Regions from separate parts of the Pelodiscus sinensis genome. Here region 1 is linked to region 2. The links are chromatin contacts, called in public Hi-C maps. All regions are on one chromosome and are shown on one strand. Each heading gives the region's core, a stretch centred on a gene start, on an enhancer-like site or on the middle of the called end of the contact. The rest is flanking DNA. Distances are from core to core; before and after follow the strand shown. Region 1 holds the start of LOC142829240. Region 2 holds the start of TSSC4 (tumor suppressing subtransferable candidate 4).

The links. A called contact is a pair of places that touch in the nucleus more often than the background predicts.
Region 1: a contact with region 2 is called in a Hi-C map of blood, with 2.4 times the contacts expected there. The contact joins the promoter of LOC142829240 here to the promoter of TSSC4 in region 2. A contact is called at or near these places in 2 of 5 Hi-C or Micro-C datasets (blood and an unstated tissue).

What each region holds. Positions count from the first base shown.
Region 1 is chr4:115,784,185-115,789,423 of ASM4963464v1, reverse strand. LOC142829240 reads left to right here and starts at 3,413. Exons shown (of 1, transcript XM_075928147.1): 1 at 3,413-5,239. The coding sequence starts at 3,966. TSPAN32 (tetraspanin 32) reads left to right here. Exons shown (of 8, transcript XM_006134912.4): 2 at 3,291-3,405. The region is part of intron 1 of LOC142829242 (a long non-coding RNA gene); the gene reads right to left.
Region 2 is chr4:115,591,784-115,596,708 of ASM4963464v1, reverse strand. It overlaps TSSC4 (tumor suppressing subtransferable candidate 4), which reads left to right and starts at 2,198. Exons shown (of 3, transcript XM_075928142.1): 1 at 2,198-2,353; 2 at 2,998-3,128. It overlaps LOC142829239, which reads right to left and starts at 552. Exons shown (of 2, transcript XM_075928145.1): 1 at 1-552. The coding sequence starts at 465.

The sequences.
Region 1 (5,239 bases), core at 2,164-4,663, 190 kb before region 2:
TTCTCAAGCTGTCACTGTAATGCAACTATTTCACAATTCTGGGCTAGCCTTCAAGTAAGAAATATGTTTCAGCCATCAGACAAGGTAGTTTTAAGATGAGGACAGGGATATCTTCTCTTGTTTCTTTCTTTTAAAAAAAGGTATTTTATTACACGTGTGTGAACAATTTCTTGAGGTATTGGATAAGCTGGAACATCTTTGTAGTTTGACATAAGGCTGTCTACTGATGTGGGTATTGGATGGAATGTAACTTGGAATCGTCTAAGTCCATACTGCAAACCAAATGTAATACTATAGATCTATAGATCTGGAGAAGCAAATGTGATGAAATGTGGTGAACGCTTACAAGGAGTTCTGGGAAAACTGCACTGAAATTAGCTCCTCTTTTTAAAAAAAAGAGTGAAAGAAAAATGAATGAATATTTGAGTTCTATAGTTGGTTGAAAAGACTGGGGAGAGAAAAAGTTTTGGAAAAAGTCATTGAAAAAATGTAAATGCTAAATGTAGTTGACCAGCTCTTATTGTAATACATTGTTCTTCCTTCAAGCTGTGTCTAGACTACATGCCTCTGTCGGCAGAGGCATGTAGATTAGACACATAGGCAAAGGCAAATGAAGCTGCGATTTAAATCATCACGGCTTCATTTACATTTACATGGCTGCTGCACTGAGCCGACAAACAGCTGATCAGCTAGTCTGGACACTCCCCTGCCGACATCAAAGCCCTTTGTCGGCAGCCCCATTATTCCTCGTGGAATGAGGTTTACCGGGGCTGCCGACAAAGGGCTTTGATGTCGACAGGGGTAACGTCCAGACTAGCACGCGAGCCGACAAACAGCTGATCAGCTGTTTGTCGGCTCAGCGCGGCAGCCATGTAAATGTAAATGAAGCCGCGATCATTTAAATCGCGGCTTCATTTGCCTTTGCCAAAACAACAAATCTACATGGCTCCGTCGACGGAACCATGTAGTCTAGACGTACCCTCAGAGAGGGATTCTCCTTGTGCTTACGAAGTCTGTGACTCTGAGAATACGCAAGGTAGAATTGCACTCAAACCAGCTGCAGGGGGAGTTGCTTAGCTCAAGTTTAGCTTATTTTGTATTCTATGCATATGGATACAAACAATAACATGCAATTGTGAAGTTATGAGGATTTGTTTAGATTGGTATTTCTGCAGAAAATCTGAGCTGATTCAAGCTAGACACAGCACTACATTCAGGCCCGTGCGCAGGAGATGTGTGTGGGGGGGTGGGGGGGTGCTTTTTTTGTAAATGTGGACTGCAAGGGTATGAATGCACCCTCACCACGGTCCCCCAAGTAAGCAGGGAAATCAGCCCCAGCCTGCCCCTGGCTGCTCAGAGCATGGGGGAGGGAGGCTTGGGGCAGTGTGCTGCTCCTGCCTTCTTCTGGCAGGCCAGAGCATGCTTACTTGGGAGACCTCAAGGGGGAGCTTTCCTACCCTTCGCACCCCCTCTGTATATGGACCTGATACTGTGTATGAATAACAGATTCTCAGTTGCAAATAACCTAAAAATTCATAATTGTTTTTAAGTTCTATTGTACTGAAATTGGGGGTAATTGTTACAGTATATGTTGCACTCCAGAATGGCACCAACAGTTGTGAGACACCTCACTGCCACCTGCCCATAGTGTGATGAAGTCCGTCTGTGCCTGTTGTAGCTTAGTTCCTGGAAATCACCAGCTTCTATCAACCCAAACACTGCCTTCCTGGCCATAGCAAGCCTTACTGTCTCTGTGCAGGTTCGTAATAAGTACGCTCCAGCCCTGGAGTCCTTGGAGTATTCCTGCAGTGTCCAGTCCTGAACGCTCACAGATATACCAGGTCTATTAGCTCAAGGGGACAGTGTACACACTAGCTTGTTTGAGTCAGCTGAGGATCAACTCTTACATAACATCGCAGCACTGAGATAGTGAAAACAGTCATGAGTTTATTATCAAAGATTCAGATTTACACGATAAGGTTAATAATGGAAACAGAAACGGTTACATATAACATAAAAAATATAACACACTTCTTAGAGTCTAAACAGATTAAACCCTTGTCTAAATTAGTTTCTCACTTAAAGCAATCTCCCAGCAACATGGCTGGGATCTTGCTTTCATGAATGCAAAGTGAAACTGCCTTTTGCCTTCTCCTTACATTCCCCCCAAATCCACAGTTTCATCCCCTGAGTCAGGGTAACATCTGATGGTTCAATTTAATCTCCAGTGCCTTGCCTTGCTAACTTCCCATGCCCTTGTTCAGTTCATATATAAATGGGGCTTCCATTGTGTTGGCTTACAATGCTTAGTCTTCATGGCTAGCAAAGGGTATGTCTACACTGTGGGCTAAAGCTAAATTAAGCAATTCAACTTAAGCTATGTTGAGGCTACGTCTACACTGCAGGTTTCTTGCGCAAGCACTGTTTTGCACAAGAGTTCTTGCGCAAAAGGTCTTGCACAAGAGCATGTCCACGCTGCCATGTGCTTTTCCACGAGAGCGTCCATGGCAGTGTGATGCTCTCTTGCACAAGAAAGCTCTGATGGCCATTGTAACCATAGGGATTTCTTGCGCAAGAAACCCTTGTTCCCCGCCCACACTGTCTCCTTGCGCAGGAGATCTTGTGCAAGAGGGCTTATTCCTTGTGGGGAGAGGAATAACTCTTGCACAAAAAGCCCTCTTTTCTGATGCTTTACTGTAAATTTACTTGCACAAGAACACGCATGCAGTGTACACTCTCTGCAAGTTTTTGAGCAAGAACAGTTGTTCTTGCACAAAAAGCCTGCAGTGTAGATGTAGCCTGATTGTGTACCTGAAGTCAAAGTAGCTTATCTCAGGTTTTCAGATGCGCTCTTTTGGAAGAAGTTTTTTCAGAAGATTCTTCCAGAAAAGCTTCTTCCAAAAGAAACCTGCAGCCTAGACAGAACCTAAATGCTACAGGAATTGGTGCCATGTAAATACATTGAAAGATATGTCTGTGAAACCCTGATTCCTCTGTTTTTTCCCAGTAACTGTCCCTAGGATTCTGGAGCAGAAGAAATGCTAGAGTGCGTGGTTTCAGATGCAGTAATTATACAGATCTGATAAGAGTTTAATCTATTAAAGTGCCCAGAGGTTCCCATCACATGTGACTTTCAGGCATATACTGTAAACTAATTCTCTCTGGGAACAGGTTGTTTCTCATTTGGCATGGCTTAAAATATCTGTGTGCGCTTGATAAGCTCTACGGTAGTTTTTCTGTGAATCCTTCATTTACTACTTTCCTTTCTCAGTAAAATCTCTGTTTTTCAGCTGCTGGGGCTGTCAGTCACCGTACTGACCATTATCACCCGCTATGGGGCTCACTTCAGCGTAATCAGTGGTGTCTCCTCTGAAGCAAACCCCTATAGAATCTTCCACAGTGTAGGTAAGTGACAGACCTTTGTTGTCCAGCAGAGATTTCCTGGGAGGGCCAACTTTTTTGGAGTTGCATAAAATTAGGGTGTAGTGAAAGGAAATTTGAAGACTCCACATGAAGTGCAGTCACTATAGACGTATGGTTCCTCTTTTCTGTATGAGACACATGCTTGGCTTCATATGAGGAATAATGGAGGAATGAGTCTACTAATGTTCCCCAGGCTTCAGCTACTGCAGACCAGACCTAGAGTACCAGCAGGGTCAGCGAGTATCATAGGCATGGGAAGGCACTGCCTTCCCAAACTGCCTCATGTGACCCCGCCCATGCTCCACCGGAGTCCCCCAGACCTCCTGTCTCAGCCTGCTGTTGTCATGTGAGAGGCAAGGGCAGGCAGGGTGGGGGCTGTGTCGTGCCACCGGTTCTTCCAGTGCTGGTGCCACTCTGGCCATCCAGCATTGGGGCTGGTGTCTCAGCTCCTGAGGGTGCAGGCTACAGCCGTGCCACCCGCCGGCTCTCCAGAGCAGACTGCAGCCGTGCCACCCGCCAGCTCTCCAGAGCAGACTGCAGCCATGTCACCCGCCAGCTCTCCAGAGCAGACTGCAGCCGTGCCACCCGCCAGCTCTCCAGAGCAGACTGCAGCCGTGCCACCCGCCGGCTCTCCAGAGCAGACTGCAGCTGTGCCACCCGCCGGCTCTCCAGAGCAGACTGCAGCCATGTCACCCGCCGGCTATCCAGAGCAGACTGCAGCCGTGCCACCCGCCGGCTCTCCAGAGCAGACTGCAGCCGTGCCACCCGCCAGCTCTCCAGAGCAGGCTGCAGCCGTGTCACCCTCCGGCTCTCCAGAGCTGACTGCAGCCGTGCCACCCTCCAGCTCTCCAGAGCAGGCTGCAGCCGTGCCACCCTCCGGCTCTCCAGAGCAGGCTGCAGCCGTGTCACACGCCGGCTCTCCAGAGCAGACTGCAGCCGTGCCACCCTCCGGCTCTCCAGAGCAGACTGCAGCCGTGTCACCCGCCGGCTCTCCAGAGCTGACTGCAGCCGTGCCACCCTCTGGCTCTCCAGAGCAGGCTGCAGCCGTGTCACACGCCGGCTCTCCAGAGCAGACTGCAGCCGTGTCACCCGCCGGCTCTCCAGAGCAGACTGCAGCCGTGTCACACACCGGCTCTCCAGAGCAGACTGCAGCCATGTCACCCGCCAGCTCTCCAGAGCAGACTGCAGCCGTGCCACCCGCCAGCTCTCCAGAGCAGACTGCAGCCGTGTCACCCGCCAGCTCTCCAGAGCAGACTGCAGCCGTGTCACACGCCAGCTCTCCAGAGCAGACTGCAGCCGTGCCACCCGCCAGCTCTCCAGAGCAGACTGCAGCCGTGTCACACGCCGGCTCTCCAGAGCAGATTGCAGCCATGCCATCCACCGGCTCTCCAGAGCAGACTGCAGCCATGTTACCCGCCAGCTCTCCAGAGCAGACTGCAGCCATGTTACCCGCCAGCTCTCCAGAGCAGGCTGCAGCCGTGTCACACGCCAGCTCTGCAGAGCAGGCTGCAGCCGTGTCACACACCGGCTTTCCAGAGCAGACTGCAGCCGTGCCACCCTCCGGCTCTCCAAAGCAGGCTGCAGCCGTGTCACACGCCGGCTCTCCAGATCTCTGGGGCCAGGAAAGCAGGGTGTGTTACCCTAGGGCAGGGAGGGGACAAAGGCCAGTGGCCACACTACAGGGGCAGGGCACGGGCCAGCAGATGCCACAGTGTGGGAGCTGGACTCTGGTGGGTGAGGAAGGGGCAGGGCTTTGGGGTCTTGCTTCCCTAAGCCATGGGGGTCACCTGCTGGCCAGGAGTACTAGTGCAGTACA
Region 2 (4,925 bases), core at 949-3,448:
GCTGGCCTCCTCTCCCGAAGCGCCGCCGCTCTCGTCTTCCTCCTCCGGTTCGGTGGGACGAATGATCGGGGGGTGCTGGCAGGTGTCAACGGGGACAGCTGGGCCTTGCGGGGCTGGCTCGCCCAAAAATGAGTTCAGCCGCTCAAAATAGGGGCAGGCATCAGGCCCTGCTCCCCTCCCCTCCGTGGCCCGCACGTACCCCAGCCGCAACTCCTTAACCTTCGAGCGGACCTGCTCGCAGTTGCGGCTGGGGTGCCCTTGCTGGGCGAGGTTCCGGGCCATCCGGGTGTACAGCTCAGCATTCCGGCGGCGGGACTGGAGGTCATGGAGACCCTCCTCCTCCTCCCACAGGTCCAGGAGGGCCTCCAGCTCCCTGGGGGTCCAGGATGGGGCCCTGCGCTTCCGGCCCCTGGGGGCTTCCTCCTCTGCCCCGGGTGACGGTGGCTGACCACCTCGAGCTGCCATGCCTCCGCTGAGGTGGCTGGGCAGCACACTTGCCACGTCGCAGAGCTGGGAAGGGAGGTCTCTGAGGGCCTCCTGCCACGTGCGGCCAGTAGCGTGCGGGCTCTTTAAGCCCTCGGGTAATGCGGAAGTCCGTGGCTTCTACGGGGTCTCCCGCCGTCCAAACCGCTTTTTTACGTTTCTTCTGCTTTTCCGGAAAAGCTGTCTACACTGGCCCTTTTCCGGAAAAGCTTTTCCGGAAAAAGGACTTATGCCCGAGCGGGAGCATCGTACGGTTTCCGGAATAGCGGCTGATTTTGTACAGTACAGCATCGTTGCTTTTCCGGAAATTCAAGGGCCAGTGTAGACAGCTCGCGGCTTATTCCGGAAAAGCGGCTGATTCTCCGGAATAAGTGGCCCAGTGTAGACACACCCACAGAGTTATTAAGCAATAAAAAAACAGCATTAAAACAGTATGGTGTGCAGTCAGAATAGGGATAGGAACAGGGGAGTGGTTTAGCACTAAGACCCAGGGGAGGCATTTCTTCCTCTTGGTCCTTAGGCTTTTTGCCAGTGGCCATTTTGTTTTCCCGATCAAGCCAGAACATAGCTTCCCTGTGGAACCAGGTAAGCAGGAGTTCCGGTGGCGGGGGCTGGGCCCAGTTGCTGAGTGTGTTGTAGGGTTGCCTCCTGGCAAGGGAAAAAATTAGAAAATACTGGATGTTTTAGGTATCCGGTATTTTCTGAATTTTTTTTACTGGACAGGAGGAGAAAATACCAGACTGTCTGGGTCAATAATGGAAACCTGGCACCCCTATCCTTAACTGGGACTCTCTGGTCCAGCAACAGATGAGGTCTGGCAGGACCATGGATGTTCCTGGACCACCCAGTCCAAGTACAAGGAGGTCTTGCCAGGGGAAGAAGCATAGTGGGAAGGTTGGCCCCATGTGGGAAGAAAAGATGGGAGGTGCAGCAGGGAGTTGTGGTTGCAGCAGCTGGGCAGTAGCAGGGGGTTGGCCCTGGCTGCAGAGCTCCGGCCCTGGCTGCAGCCTGAGTGCTCTAGCCCTAACTGCAATGTTGGGGCTGCAGTCAGGGAGCTCTGGCCCCAGCAGCAGTGGTGCCAGCAGCAGCTAGAGAGCTCCAGGGGCCCAGGCTGGAGCCCTAGTTGGGGGAAGGGATGGTGGTAGTGGTTCGGCATGGGCTGTGAAGGGAGGGACCTCTCCGGTCCAGAAAAGCCCTTCGTTCAGGACTGGTCAGGAGCAGGGAGGTCTAACCTATGTACTGTTCTTTGGATGAAAGCAGCACTAGAAATGAATGTTCATTTCAGCAACGGAGCTGGGCACTGGCTGCTGGGCTCCCTACGCTCTGCTGCCAATACTACTGCAGCCATCTGTGCCGGGCCTCAGTGTTCTCATCTGCAAGCTGGGGAGAATTAGCACTAGCTCCGCCAGGGGGCGCTCGAGGGACAACAAGCGCCCTACCCCCACACAGGCCGGGGCGGGCTTGGAGCGGGCGGCGGAGGAGGTGCCCCATGCGGGCCGCTGCGGTAACCGAGCGGCAGGCTGCAGCCGGAACAGGGCGGCGTTTGAACTGGCGCCTCGCCAGGCCGGGGCCTTGCCCTGGGCCCTGATCAGCGCCGCTGTGGGCCTACGTTCTTTGCGCGGCGCGCTGGGGACTACAACTCCCAGGAGGCCAAGCGGGCGGCTGGTTCTCCCGCCGCGTGGCCTCATGGGCATAGCAGCGGGCGGGGCTGTGGGGGGGGAGGGGCCTGAGCGCCTCAGCGGGCGGCGGGAACTCGGTCTCCCAGCGTGCTTCGCGCGGACCGCCAGGGCTCCCTTCCGGGGAGCGCGCCGGATGTTACTCGGCTGGCAGAGCTGCTGCGAGGAAGGGCGGTTGGACCGCGCTCCGCGAGGTACGGCCCGGGCGAGTCTCCGTGCGGCCACCGCGGGCCGGTTCCTTGCCTGTCTGACCGGGGTACAACCCCCTCACTCCCTGACCTGTGGTCACAGACCCCTCCCCGGCGTCCCCCCAACCGAGCCCCCTCCCCCAACCGAGCCCCGCCCCTTCCCCTCCGAGCCCCGCTCCGACCCCTCCCCTGCGTCTCCCCGAACCGAGCCCCGCCCTCTCCCCAGCGTCAACGATCCCTTGAGGTGAGCCCCGCCCCTTCCCCCTCCCATCAGTCATCCCCCCCCCCCAGGCGTCCCGTTCCTCTGAGCCAGGCCCCGCCCCCTGACCAAACCCCGCCCCCTGGCTGGGTCATAGGTTCCTGATTCCTGCCCCCTGGGAGCTCAGCCTGTGACGTGCTATGCGGCTGACTTGTTGTTGCCTGTGAGATAGCGATGTGCTCCCTGTCAGCGAGGCTCGTGGTGTCTGGTGGGGTGTGGCTAGCTCGCAATAACTGCAGAACTGGTTCGACTTCGCCCACCTAAGCTTAGGGTCTCTGAGGTCAATCACTCACCGCTGTCCCCCCTAAGGTCTTGCCCTGGAGTTGCGAGTGTGGTAACAGCTGACCCACTGCAGCAGTCTGAGTGACTGTGCTCTCTGGCTCCCTCACAGGCAGCAGGAGGCGGAAGGAGGGGGGCCTGATTGACTGAGACCAGCATGGAAGATTCTGATGGGGACCTGTCCATTCAGAGAGATGCTATCTTGTCTGAGTTATATCATATTCAGCTCACCACCAAGAAACTGTGAGTCTCCCTGGGTTGAAGGGGTCAGTACTCAGCCATAGAGTTGTCAAGGAGCAAGCAGCTTTTAGAGCTTGGGAACTTTTCCTTTTTGGTGAGACTCTTGGTGAGGCAATTTAACTCACCAGCTGTGGTGAACTACCAGTTTTGAAAGAAACCCTTATGTAGCTGGGTTTGCTCTTTTCTTCTTCATATAGTTTAGAGCAGTGTTTCTCAAACTGTGCTCTGCAGAGCCCCAGGGCTCCGCAAGACATCTCCAGGGGCTCCGCGAAGTTGACAAACTGGAAACATCGATAGGTACAACACATACAATCAGTGGACCGCTGGGGCTCCGCAACATACAATCAGTGGACCGCTGAGGCTACACATAAATTTTTATGCATGTAAAAGGCTCCGGAGCCCAAAAAGTTTGAGAACCACTCATTTAGAGGATTGCAGTTGTTTCTGCAAATGCTATTGCACTAACTACTATGACTGTAAAGTGTCACAGGGCCAGATTTTTCTAGTGTTCATTTTCCACTTCAAGTAAAGGCTGTATTTTCAAGTGTGTCTGTTGTGACACGTGACCAGTTTTTCAAAGGAGTGCAGGACCCAATGTGTCTTTTATTTTGGTACCTAACTGGTTACAGGTTTTCAAAATCTGTTCCCAGTTATGAGTGCTTAGCTCTTTTGAAATCTGGTCCATAGTATTCTCCACTATGCCCTGCAAATTTTACCACCATGGGTGTAGTGTGCAGTGCTACTAATGGTTACTAATTTGTTACTCATACCGATCACGTTGATTTTGATCTCTGCCTCTGCTAAAATTCTCTTTTCATTTAACAAATCCAATTTTTGATGGGTTATTTTGTAGCCACAGAAAACTAAAAAGAAAAAAAAAAACTGTTTTTTTCCCCCTTTCCCATTGAACTCATAGGCTAGGACCATGATTTTGACATTATGACCTGAGTTTCTTTGTTGATGTCTATCTCAGCAGAAAGAGCATTGTTCTTTTTCCAACCTAAATCCCAGAAATGTCTGAAGGTTTTTCTCTGCGTAGGTTCATGTCAAAAATAGGAATCAGTGCCTCAATTGGAAGATGATTCACAAATGTGCTTACTGTACCTTTTAAAATAAGAAATTTCCCACCTTGTGACGTAGATATTTGTTTTCTAGGGTGCAGGACCTGAGATCTTTGGTGGCTTTAACTGACCCAGAGGAAGGGAAACTGTTTCAGTCTCAAGAGACAGTGAGTGACTAGCACACTTTCCATGCCTGTTTTCAGTCTTCATTGAGAACCTGTATTTATATAGTTTAGGGTAATCTTTTTTCCCATGTCTCTCTCAATAAAGATATCTAAATAAAAAGGGAGGGGGAAAAACCCTGAATTGTTAATTAAAAGTAGCGTACTGGTAATAACAAAAGCCTATTTTTAATTAGTCCTGTATTCTGAAATAAGCCTGCATATGTGTATTAATTGTTCACATTTGTGCACAAAAGCATGGTTTTATTTCCAACAAAAATTTATCAAGTCACAGAATGAGGTACATCTACCTGAGACTTCTAGTAATATGACTTCATACTATACAAAATGTCAATTATGTTCAATATTTGTTGAAATAATAATCACAGTATTTTTAAAATACCACAGTGGCTGCAGCAATCCCTTTCCTCAATGAGTCCTGAGAATATTCAGCTCAGAATGGAGCAGGAAACAGTATCTTCACACTAGTTCTTCCCTGTTTCATTTGCAGCATTTCTTAAGTCACACAATATTCCATGGCTGTGAATTGCTGTAATGTGAACAGAACATCCTCTTCT